Linked DNA regions of Mus musculus: regions 1 and 3 are each linked to region 2. The links are chromatin contacts, called in public Hi-C maps. All regions are on one chromosome and are shown on one strand. Each heading gives the region's core, a stretch centred on a gene start, on an enhancer-like site or on the middle of the called end of the contact. The rest is flanking DNA. Distances are from core to core; before and after follow the strand shown.

Region 1 (3,339 bases), core at 398-2,897, 180 kb after region 2:
TAGTAAATTCTGTATTTAAGCGAGCAAATATATCATTGGTCTGGAATGATTAATAATTAAGAAATATAGAAGCTTTTTTTTTAAAATCAAATTTCCCATAATTCTTTGTGCCCAGTGGAGACACCCAAGCATAATAGTTGTAGATATTGAGAAAGTGAGAAGTCTGGGTAAGGTTGATCTTATGCTTTGAAAATGATTATGTCAAATCTTTCTCTCACACAAGGGTGATTATAATGGAACAATTTGTTTTGTTTGTCAGCATCTATTTTACCCACAAGACTTTAGAGAGGCATCAGAAAAAATCTCCAGGCAGATACATAAGTATAGTTTGAAACTTTAGATGTAGACCCTGAGTCTGGAAAACACTAGCACAGAAAGGATCTATGAAAAGCTTGCCTCTGTTGTGTATGTAACAGCGTTCTCCTATTGTTTCTGGAGAGATATGGAGGGCACACTGTTCTGTCACATCTGTCTTCAAAGGAATGCTTGCTTGACTAAAGCAGTAAAATGGCCAAGGAAACAGCCGAGGCACATCCAGAATAAGCAAATGGTGAGCTATGTTTTGTTTCATGAAAACAGAAGGTAGACTCTACTCCCCCTACCTTAAGAATTTATACAAAAATGATCAAGCATCCTTGCTTTCTCTCTGTCTCAGCAGCTTTAAGGTTTCTGCTTCTATGAAGAACAACATCATATAAAGACAGAAATTCCCGTTTTCCCTCCAGGAAACTGATGGAAAGGAAATGAGACATGGAGTCAGCCGGCTGGCAGCTATCCATGGTTTCAGGGGTCTCTGCTCCCTCGTCCACCTAGTATTCTGATTGTCTATGGTTTAGTTTCTATGCAGCATATATCCCATAAGACTTGATTAGAGGACTCTAGGCCCCTCTTTTTCTCATCAGTCTTCTAAAAACTTCACACTGTTTGTCCCCACAGTCAACTAAGAAATACCAGAAAGCACATTTGTAACTTGTAACTCTAAGAAGGGACCAGAAACATGGAACTGTCACTGCCTAGGGTAGCTTTTTGGCCCATAGTGATGTGATAGAGAAGATGAGGAGACAGCAATGATTTCTGAGTTGAGAAGAGAAGATCAGTTACCTATCAGTAATTAATAAAAACCACAGAGTTATAGTGTAGTTTCTTGCTATCAATGTAGAATTAAACTTGAGAAGATTAAATATAATAGAGGGAAATGAGGACAACCTGCCAATATTAAGGAGTATAATTATATTTATTCACTGTGGAATGCTTGCCACTGAGCCCCGGGGGATAATACATCCATGCATGCTGTCTCAGCTAGACTTCCTCCTGTGAGTCACAGAAACTAGAAGCTTATTATGGTTACTGTTTCTCCTAAGGATAATGCTTTCTACAATTTTAAGAAATAACATGAAGTACAATAGTTAATTTGACAAACCTGATGGTTTTAGAGATTAATCATCTAAGGTTTAAAAAGTCCCCCTTGAAAGGCATAGGAAATGATCACTGCTTTGGTCTACTGCTAAGAATTATTTGTTACCATTTGCATACCTTCTCCACCTGTCCCATCTTTCACTGAGAACATTTTTAAGGGACTTCCCACAGACCAATCTCTGTTTGAGTCAGCTTCTTGAGAAACCTGACCTGCAAAAGGGAATTTCTGTCTCTCTATATTCTTAGGAAACCCAGCCTACAAGAGGACTTGGCAGTGTGAGCAGATGCTGCTTGGACTTTCCCTGTCAGTCAGCAATCCCAAGTCATTTTGCTATTGCTGCTATTGTCATCTGTGTTTTGCAACTGTTGGCTGTACATTACGTTGTAAAGCAAGGAGTTCATTTTGTTGGTGTCTTACAAAATGGGGAAAAGGAAGAACAGATCTCAACAAGAGATTTTGGGGATTCAATAAAGTCTTCGTCATCCTGAAAAACAGAACAAAACAAAACAACAAAAGAAAAACAAAATCAACCAAGCACATCAAACAAATGTTCTCTCTGTCCTTGACATTGCATATTCCAAATGTGGAAGTGATAATGTAGATAATTCATACTCCAAAAAAAGGCTCTTGAGATTTTTAAAAAGATTTATTTATTTTATGTATATGAGTACACCATTGCTCTCTTCAGACACATCAGAAGAGGGCATCAGATCCTATTACAGATGGTTGTGAGCCACCATGTGGTTGCTGGGAATTGAACTCAGGACCTCTGGAGGAGCAGTCAGTGCTCTTAACCACTGAGCCATTGTTGTGAGCCACCATGTGGTTGCTGGGAATTGAACTCAGAACCTCTGGAGGAGCAGTCAGTGCTCTTAACTGCTGAGCCATCTCTCCAGCCCCAGAAAAGACTCTTTGATCAGGAATAAAGCACATTCTTGTTATCTTCTTGATTTCTTCTTTAGGACAAATACTGATGCTCATACCGCTGTGGATTGCTGTTAACATTTTCTTCAAAACCAGCAGTCTCTGCTATCTGAGGCACTTCCATGAGAGTGAAAAAGAAATGTGGGATGTTGAGGACTAGAGAGAAAAAAACCAGATGGGCTTGGGTATGATGATAGCAAGTACATTAGGAAGCAGGCTTGCTTCAGGTAGGGTCATTACCCAGTGCTTACAGGCACTTTCTTGACTTAGCCGGCACAACTGTCTGATAGGTGATATTGGCCATCAAAGCAACATTGACACATTACTTGCAGAGAAACGTTATCTCTCTGCTTCACAGTCACTTTATAAATGCGGTGAGCTCCTTGTGGGGTTATTCCTTCAGTGCCAGGAATCACTATATGGCTAATACACACAAAATAGTTTAAGATATAGCTGACACACATTCATATTCAATTAAAAATGGAATTAAAAACAAATGATCCTGCATTCCTAAAGTTCTAAGTCAGTTCTGTATTTTCTATGTTATTGAATTTGGGTAATAATCAAACCTGACCATTTTTTAATTTTAATTTTTAATGATATTTTTCACTAAACATTTGTAAGAATGTGATTTCAATTTTTTTCTTAGCTTATAATTTTTTGTTTTTATTTCCTTTTTCCTATTTATTTAATTATTTATTTATTCACTTTACATCCCGATCACAGCCCCCCTCCCAGCTCCCCTCTCTCTCATCCCTTCCCTCCACCCCTTCTCTTCATCTCTAAGAAGGCAGAGGTCCCCCCTGGGTACCCTGTCCCCCTGGCACCTCAAGTCACTGCAGGACTAGGCATATCTTTTCCCACTGAGGTCAGAGAAGGCAGCCCAGGGAACAGGATCTACAGGCAGGCAACAGAGTCAGTTGTTAGGAGACCCTCATGAAGACCAAGCTCCACCTCTGCTGGGGGGTGGGTAGGTTCAGCCCTGGTATGCTCTTTGC
Region 2 (3,653 bases), core at 1,120-3,619:
TTTGTATGTTTGGGTCTCCAGAGCTGTGAGAAATTATCCCCCACACCTATAAAGTCAGTTAGTCTATGGTGGTTTTGTTATATCAGCTCAAATGGACTAAGACAGAGCAAAGGCAAGAACCAGAAGTGTCTATTAGATATTATTGAACTAGGCAAGTATGTAGCTGGAAAATAAAATGACTCTATAAGATTTCAATATCAAAACTAGCAACTTCCAAACCGTGGTATAATTCACCATTCTGAAATATTATTTTAAAGTGCCAAGGTAGAACATATATGCTGAATGAATGAGGAAGGAGTAAAGAAGGAAAACAATTAAGAGAGAAGTAGAAATGAGTTAAAATTCAAACCGGCAAAACTGTCTCTTGAGATGAACCACTTCGAGTGATTTTTCAGAAGCCCAAGGACAGGTCTAAACCTCGAGAGCAAGCACTGAGATAGTTTAGTGTAGTCACACATAATCCTGAACTATTAAACTTTTCTAAGCTGCTGTGTCTTGCTCTGCATAAATGGGTGAACAAATGGTTGCAGAGCTGCCTTCCAGGTAGACGTGATTTTTGTTTGTTTGTTTGTTTGTTTGAGATCATATACAGCGCTAGGTCATGTTGAAGAAGCACCATCTCCCCTCTCCTCTAACATCAGATATTGCTACTTTGTGGCCTTGGCCTCGGTGATCCTCCGACCCCACCTACCACTCCCACTGCATCGCTTATTTCAGCAGGAATAGTCTTGGGTTGTAAATCCTAGCAAAGATGTTGTGAGTGTTGGACCTCCGTTTAGGGCATGTATTTTCCTCTTTAATTTTTTTCAGTGTACAGGGGGAAGATTATAGACCTGCACATTAGCCAAGTTTGAGTTTGAGTATATTAGGGCATGGCAGGAGTAACTCTCTCATTATCTGCCAAAATAGAGCGATTACCTTGAGAACTGAGAGTATTACTCAGCACCACATTCCTCCTCCTCCTCCCACCCCCTCCTCCTCCTCTCACTCCCCTCCCCCTCCTCCTCTTCCTCCTTCTCTCTCTCTCTCTCCTTCCTTCCTTCCTTCCTTCCTTCCTTCCTTCCTTCCTTCCTTTCTTCTCCTCCTCCTCCCCCCTCACCCCCCTCCTCTAAATCATCAGGTCTAACTAGAAAAGAAAACGCATTTGAATTTTTTTTTTTTTTGGAACCTTAACTATAGAAATCACTATGGCTTCCAATAAAACTTTTAAACAAATGGAATGAAGCTAAGCCGTCTCATGAATAATAAAATCCAGCCTCCCTGACAGAGTTTGAATACCAGAGAGGGGGTTTTAGGCAATAGCTTTTATAGGCAGACGTCTCCAGGTCTGCAGGCCATTATAACCGGTCATTCTTTACGTGTGTATGCAAGACTTTCAGGATGTGAAGGGAAATTCAAGCCATATCTCGATATTGTATATTTGGAAGCCTTTATGTAAAGGCAGCCAGGGTGCATTTTCAAGTGGAGAGGCCTGTCTCTAGCCCTCAAAAAGGTTAGGAAGGGTTGAAGCCACCCGGAAGCTAGTGCGTAGTGCTATCCTAGCTGCCAGGGCCTTGGGCACTCCTACTCTTCTTTCTTTCTTTCTTTCTTTCTTTCTTTCTTTCTTTCTTTCTTTCTTTCTTTCTTTCTTTCTTTCTTTCTTCTTTTTCATCAGAGCACCAGAGCTCCTTCGCCCACCCCATCTGGCTGCTTCCTTTTTTTCCATCTTCGATTTCTCTCATAAGTGGTCAAAATGGGAAACGGAACTATCTATTTGATGCTTGATGTAGTGCTCAAAAAGGTAATTTTTCCCTTTAATTTTTATTTATTTATTTTTATTAAGGGCTTAAAATATATTCTCCAACAAGGTTCTTCACCGGTTCATGCAGTGACCCCCGAGTCTTCTTGAAAAGCAAACCGCTCCCACCCCGCTTGTCATTTGCTACAGTGCTGAGGCCAGGGGGTCTGCGGCAGGGCGAGCCAGGGCTGGGCATTTGCACGGTGCGCAGCGGCGGGGCTGCCCAGCAGGGGAAGCCCGTCCCGGAGCGCGCGGGGCGCTGGCGGCTGCCGGAGGCGGTGGCTGGGACGCGGCGCGGCTGCCGCAGGGGAGCGGCGGCGGCGGGCGCGAGGGGCGGGGCGCACTCCGCAACTTCGGCCACGGCGGCCGGGCGCTCTCGGCCCCGGCGCGCGTCGCTGCGGGGCTGCGGTGCGGCCAGCCCGGCCGGGCTCGGCTCGCCACCCTGCGCCTCCCCCGTGCCCGTCGGGGACCGCTGGCGCCTCCCGCGGGGAGTCCTCGCCCACGCGTCACCCGCAGCGTCTGGGGGACCCTGGGACGTGCGGGGTCGCGAGGCCGAGCCGGGCGCCCCCCAGTGGCCAGCGCCGGACCCCATGGCTGGGCCGCGCGGAGCCGAGCGGGCAAGGTGAATCCAGCCCTGGGGCCGGCTGCCGGAGCGCTTGGCGGGGGCGCCGGCTCCATGGGCAGCGGCGCTCGGCACGATGATGGACGTTAACAGCAGCGGCCGCCCCGACCTCTACGGCCATCTCCGCTCTCTCATCCTGCCGGAGGTGGGGCGCAGGCTGCAGGACCTGAGCCCCGACGGTGGCGCCCACTCGGTGGTGAGCTCCTGGATGCCGCACCTGCTGAGCGGCTTCCCAGAGGTGACAGCTAGCCCGGCGCCCACCTGGGACGCGCCCCCGGACAATGTCTCCGGCTGCGGGGAGCAGATCAACTATGGCAGAGTCGAGAAAGTTGTGATCGGCTCCATCCTGACGCTCATCACGCTGCTGACGATCGCGGGCAACTGCCTGGTGGTGATCTCGGTGTGCTTTGTCAAGAAGCTCCGCCAGCCCTCCAACTACCTGATTGTGTCCCTGGCGCTGGCTGACCTCTCGGTGGCCGTGGCGGTCATGCCTTTCGTTAGTGTCACGGACCTCATCGGGGGCAAGTGGATCTTCGGCCACTTCTTCTGCAACGTCTTCATCGCCATGGACGTCATGTGCTGCACGGCCTCGATCATGACCCTGTGCGTGATCAGCATCGACAGGTAAGGGACAGGCCGCCCCGTCCCAGGCTCTGCTGGAGATGTGCAGGGCGCTGAGCTCGTGCCAGCCTTTTCTGGGAGGATCGATCCAGCTAGACTTCACGGCGGGAATAAGGGCTGAGCTTAAAAATACAACCCCGCACCCATCACCCCTACACCAACCAAGCAACTTCAAGCACAGGCTAAAGACAAACAAACCTTTAAAAGAAACGTTGAAATGTTTCCGGTTTAGTGTAGTGATGGTTCTAAGACCAGAGTTTTAAAAGTACTAGCAATTCCACCAGGGGGGTCCCTTTGTTTGTTTCTTTTTGGGGGGAAGTGTGTGTGAGAAATTGGTCTGATGCTCCTAGCTTGACAAACCATTGCTGTGATCCATACGGTCATTTCTCTCTTTAAGTCATCAGTCAGAAAGACACGGTGCTTCCCAGATTTTAGGAGCTACTCTGAGGATGAAGAAAGGCCCTTGAATGGTCCTAGTATTGGGCTCTTAAATGCCGCACTCTTATGAAATGCTAATTCTGAATCTTGATCTTGTGGAAGTCTGACTTCAGTGTTTGGCCATGCTGTCGGTCTCCTGAAAGCTTACTGGAGCCTTACTCCTGTCTTAAAAGGTTGGTTCTAGTCTTTCGTCAT
Region 3 (3,439 bases), core at 891-3,390, 130 kb after region 2:
GAATATTTTTAGAAGAACACAGCATCATATCTTGTCTCTTGGAGGAAGGGTGGGTATTTGTGTGCAACAGGGTAACAGTTACTATAAATGTAGGGTCACAGAATCTACATAGAACAGCAGTTCTCAACCTGTGGGTCATGAGCCTTTGGGCATCAAATGACTCTTTTGCAGGGGTCACCTGTGAAATATCAGATATCATGCATATCAGATATTTACAACATGATTCTTAACAGTAGCCGCATTACAGTTATGAAGTAGCAATGAACGGATTTTATGGTTGGGCATCACCACAACACGAGGAACTGTATTAAAGGGTCACAGCATTAGGGAGATTGGAATTCGCTCACCTAGAACATCTTATGATTTGCGGCTGAAGAGGGAGAGAATCCAGGTGAGGGCTGCGCAAACACCCGCAGTGTGAGGGCCACATGCTGCCAGGATCATTTTCGATCTATGTTTCTCCTGCTCATATCTCAATAACTGGGATCACTGGAACAAAAAATTAACTTGGCAATCATCCCTCAAGTCATGCTTTGATTTTAAACGATAACTGAATTTCTGTCAAGCTGTTTCCCACAACCAGTCATATTCTGTGTGTTCTTTTCCAGCTACTACTGGCAAAACAAACAAAAAAAATATCAGTTATTTGTTAGGGAAAAAAACAAGAAAAATTTCACTTCATTCATTGCTTCTTGAACAGGCTACATTTGGTTTTCAATTCCATAAATGTCTGACCTCATGGGTTGAATTGCAATTGCTTTCACTGTTAAGATGGCAGATGATTGGGACTGTCTGGGGTTCTCCTAGAATGACAATGTACAATGTGGCTAAGGCTGAGCTCACCTCAGAGATATTAAGAAAATAAATTCACTTATGTTAGTTTATATCTGCATGAAACCCAGGTCTCTCAGTGTTCAAGGGTCCTCTTTAACTTTTGACACTGAACCATGCAAAGTAGAGAGTCCTGGGGTATTATTATTCTATCCTCCCCAGGTTTCTTAGGTAGCACAGTAAAATCACTCCTGTTTCTATTCCATCCCAGCTATTGCCACCTCATCCAACTCTGCATGTATCTGTATCCTCTCCCTTTGTAGGTCCTCACTGATGGATGCTAACTGGTTTCCCCGTCTGGGTGCTCCTCTAGTTTTGCTTCGTAACAAGGTTAGATCTGGGCCAAACAACTTCAAACCATGTGCAATGCTGAGCTGACATCACTGAAGTTGTGTTTATGGCACAGTGAATTATAAATAGACAATATTACAGTGGCTCTCTGTTCCCCAGAGTCAAGTGGCCTCTCATTAGTCAGTTTGTTTATAAATACAGAACAGACCCATCAAGGGACATGTGGGGACCTGGGACTGGGCATCTGAGCAGCTGTCATCCTCTGACCTCAGAAGAACTCAGGGAGGGATGTGTTTTAGACACCTGGGAGAGAGTTGTGGAGCTGTCAGGCAGGCTTACACAGGGGAAGGAGGGGTGCTAGTGTTGGGGATTCCTCTTCTTCCTCTGTCTCCTCTGTCGCCAGGTCTGCTCACCAGTCCAACTCATTCTGAAGCCAGAGGGCATGGGGGGAGGGGTGTTGTGGGTCAGCCTCTCAAGGAGAGGTGGGCATGGAATGACAAGTGAAGGCATCTCTCGTGTAGTCACTAAGAAGGAAAAAAAAATGTGCCGATAAATCTGGAGGCAATGTTCTTTTATCATTTAGGATTTTTATTTTAAATGTATTGAAAGAGCATTGTTAAACAGATAAGAATTCAATTATTTTTTTCTTATCAGACAGTACCTTCCTGGATTAAAAATGACCTTACATTTCAGTGCTAAACAATGGTATGATCTTTTATAAAACTGCGGCAGATTCCCCTGAACCCCTGCTAGCAAAAATATGACAGTAATGCAATTTCTGGAACCTTACTCATTCCACATTAAGAGGGGACGCCTGATTTCTTCCCTCCTGGATATCATGGTATTTTGGGTTTGCCTGTAAGCAGAAGAAGGCAGCAGGAGGGTGCTGCACAGCTTCTGAAGACAGATCAGAGGTGAGGATGCAGCTGGCAGCTGGCTTGCTGGAAAGTGTGTCAGAGCCTGGAGCCTCCATGGCAACATTCTCAGGCCCCGTGACCACCAGGCTGGCTGGACTCCCAGAGAGTCACATGGAAAAGCCCTGAGACCGCATGGAAGAGCATACTGTTTTCCAGCCTCTCCTATTTCCTCCAACTTCCTGTTTGTCCGTTGTCAGCCACTGTGGGACAAGGGAATGGGATCTTAAGGGACTTCCTTATTGGAACCTCATCATGACGTCCAGAAACAGGAGAAATGGTCTCTGTCATTTTACACCATGGAGGTTTGAGGTGAGTCATTATACAAAAGTAACCAAAGCTATTTTAAATGCCAGTTAGATTCCACAACTGTCCCCCAAACAACATGACACAGTAAGGACAACCACGAACACATCTGCAAGTGGCCAGTGGCCTCCTGTGCAGCATCCATGGGAGGTACTGCCAATTTTAAGATCTGCCCTAATGAAAGATATGAAGGGAAACACACTGTAGCCCTTAGGATTGATGGGATGTGGCAGCACGTGCGCAGTGGGAGAAACAAAGACGGTGAGCGAGTTTGAGAGCTCGCTGCTGAGACTTTTTGTTTTGAAAAACCTTAGGAGTTTGTAGTTAAAATGACAGGAGTTTCGAAATACCAACAACAACACAAAAACAAAGCAAAACTGAATGACATAACTAAAAGGACAGTAAAATCACTGAAATTCACCAGCAAGAAATAAACACGTAGATTTTTTAGTGCATATGGATGCACAACAAATATAGCACACATCACAATTCAGCTGGGAGTATCCTACACTGGATTAGTGTTTATACAGCTATATAGATATTCTAAATATGATATGTGTCACACCATGTCACATTATTTATCTAACTAATCATTTAGTGATGGACATTTTATTTTCTCTTTACAATTTTATGTACAAAGCAGTGGGTTATGTTTGCACATATTTCTTCTCCAATGTGTGTGTGTGTGTGTAGAATTTCTATGTATATGAGATTGTTGGATTGAATGAGGTTTATTTATAACTGATTCTAAAAATTCTCATTTATGATTGTGACATGGATTGACAAAGCCATCTCCCTGAAAAGCCTGTCTTCTCTTATCCTCTTCAGCAGCTCTTGGCAAGGACAATTCTTCCCTCTTTGGCCATGTTCGGGTCTGGCCATTTATGTGGTGAGTTTTGTGGTTTTAAATGATTTCTTTTCATTGTGTTTGCGTCTCAGCAAGGGATGAAACTGAACCTCTTTGTACTTTTGTCAATTTGAACTTCTGTGAATTGACTCTTGATTGTCTTTTGGCCATCATTCTTTTCGTAAGTAGTTTGTGGGAATGCTTTGTGTAATAGCAGTAATTCTTTATGCATTGTTTGTCTTGCTATTTT

The links. A called contact is a pair of places that touch in the nucleus more often than the background predicts.
Region 1: a contact with region 2 is called in a Hi-C map of the C2C12 cell line, with 2.0 times the contacts expected there. The contact joins the enhancer-like site here to the promoter of Htr7 in region 2. A contact is called at or near these places in 4 of 39 promoter capture datasets (the HPC-7 cell line, embryonic stem cells, stem cell-derived epiblast-like cells and 1 more), 3 of 484 Hi-C or Micro-C datasets (the C2C12 cell line, cerebral cortex and embryonic stem cells) and 1 of 9 other capture datasets (pancreatic islet).
Region 3: a Hi-C map of cortical neurons shows a contact between it and region 2, with 4 times the contacts expected there. The contact joins the promoter of A830019P07Rik here to the promoter of Htr7 in region 2. A contact is called at or near these places in 1 of 15 datasets of contacts at CTCF or cohesin (the NIH/3T3 cell line) and 1 of 484 Hi-C or Micro-C datasets (cortical neurons).

The regions. Positions count from the first base shown.
Region 1 is chr19:35,873,944-35,877,282 of GRCm38.p6, reverse strand. All of the region lies in intron 2 of A830019P07Rik (RIKEN cDNA A830019P07 gene), which reads left to right. Among named protein-coding and RNA genes, the nearest start is that of A830019P07Rik, 49 kb to the left of the region's middle. Within about 2 kb of position 1,647, at least 10 of the 459 cell types and tissues checked have an H3K27ac peak or open chromatin away from gene starts, as enhancers often do. A contact at or near this core is called in the C2C12 cell line, where this site is marked.
Region 2 is chr19:36,056,076-36,059,728 of GRCm38.p6, reverse strand. It overlaps Htr7 (5-hydroxytryptamine (serotonin) receptor 7), which reads left to right and starts at 2,369. Exons shown (of 3, transcript NM_008315.3): 1 at 2,369-3,023. The coding sequence starts at 2,476.
Region 3 is chr19:35,923,279-35,926,717 of GRCm38.p6, reverse strand. It overlaps A830019P07Rik (RIKEN cDNA A830019P07 gene), which reads left to right and starts at 2,140. Exons shown (of 5, transcript NR_152130.1): 1 at 2,140-2,348; 2 at 3,171-3,231.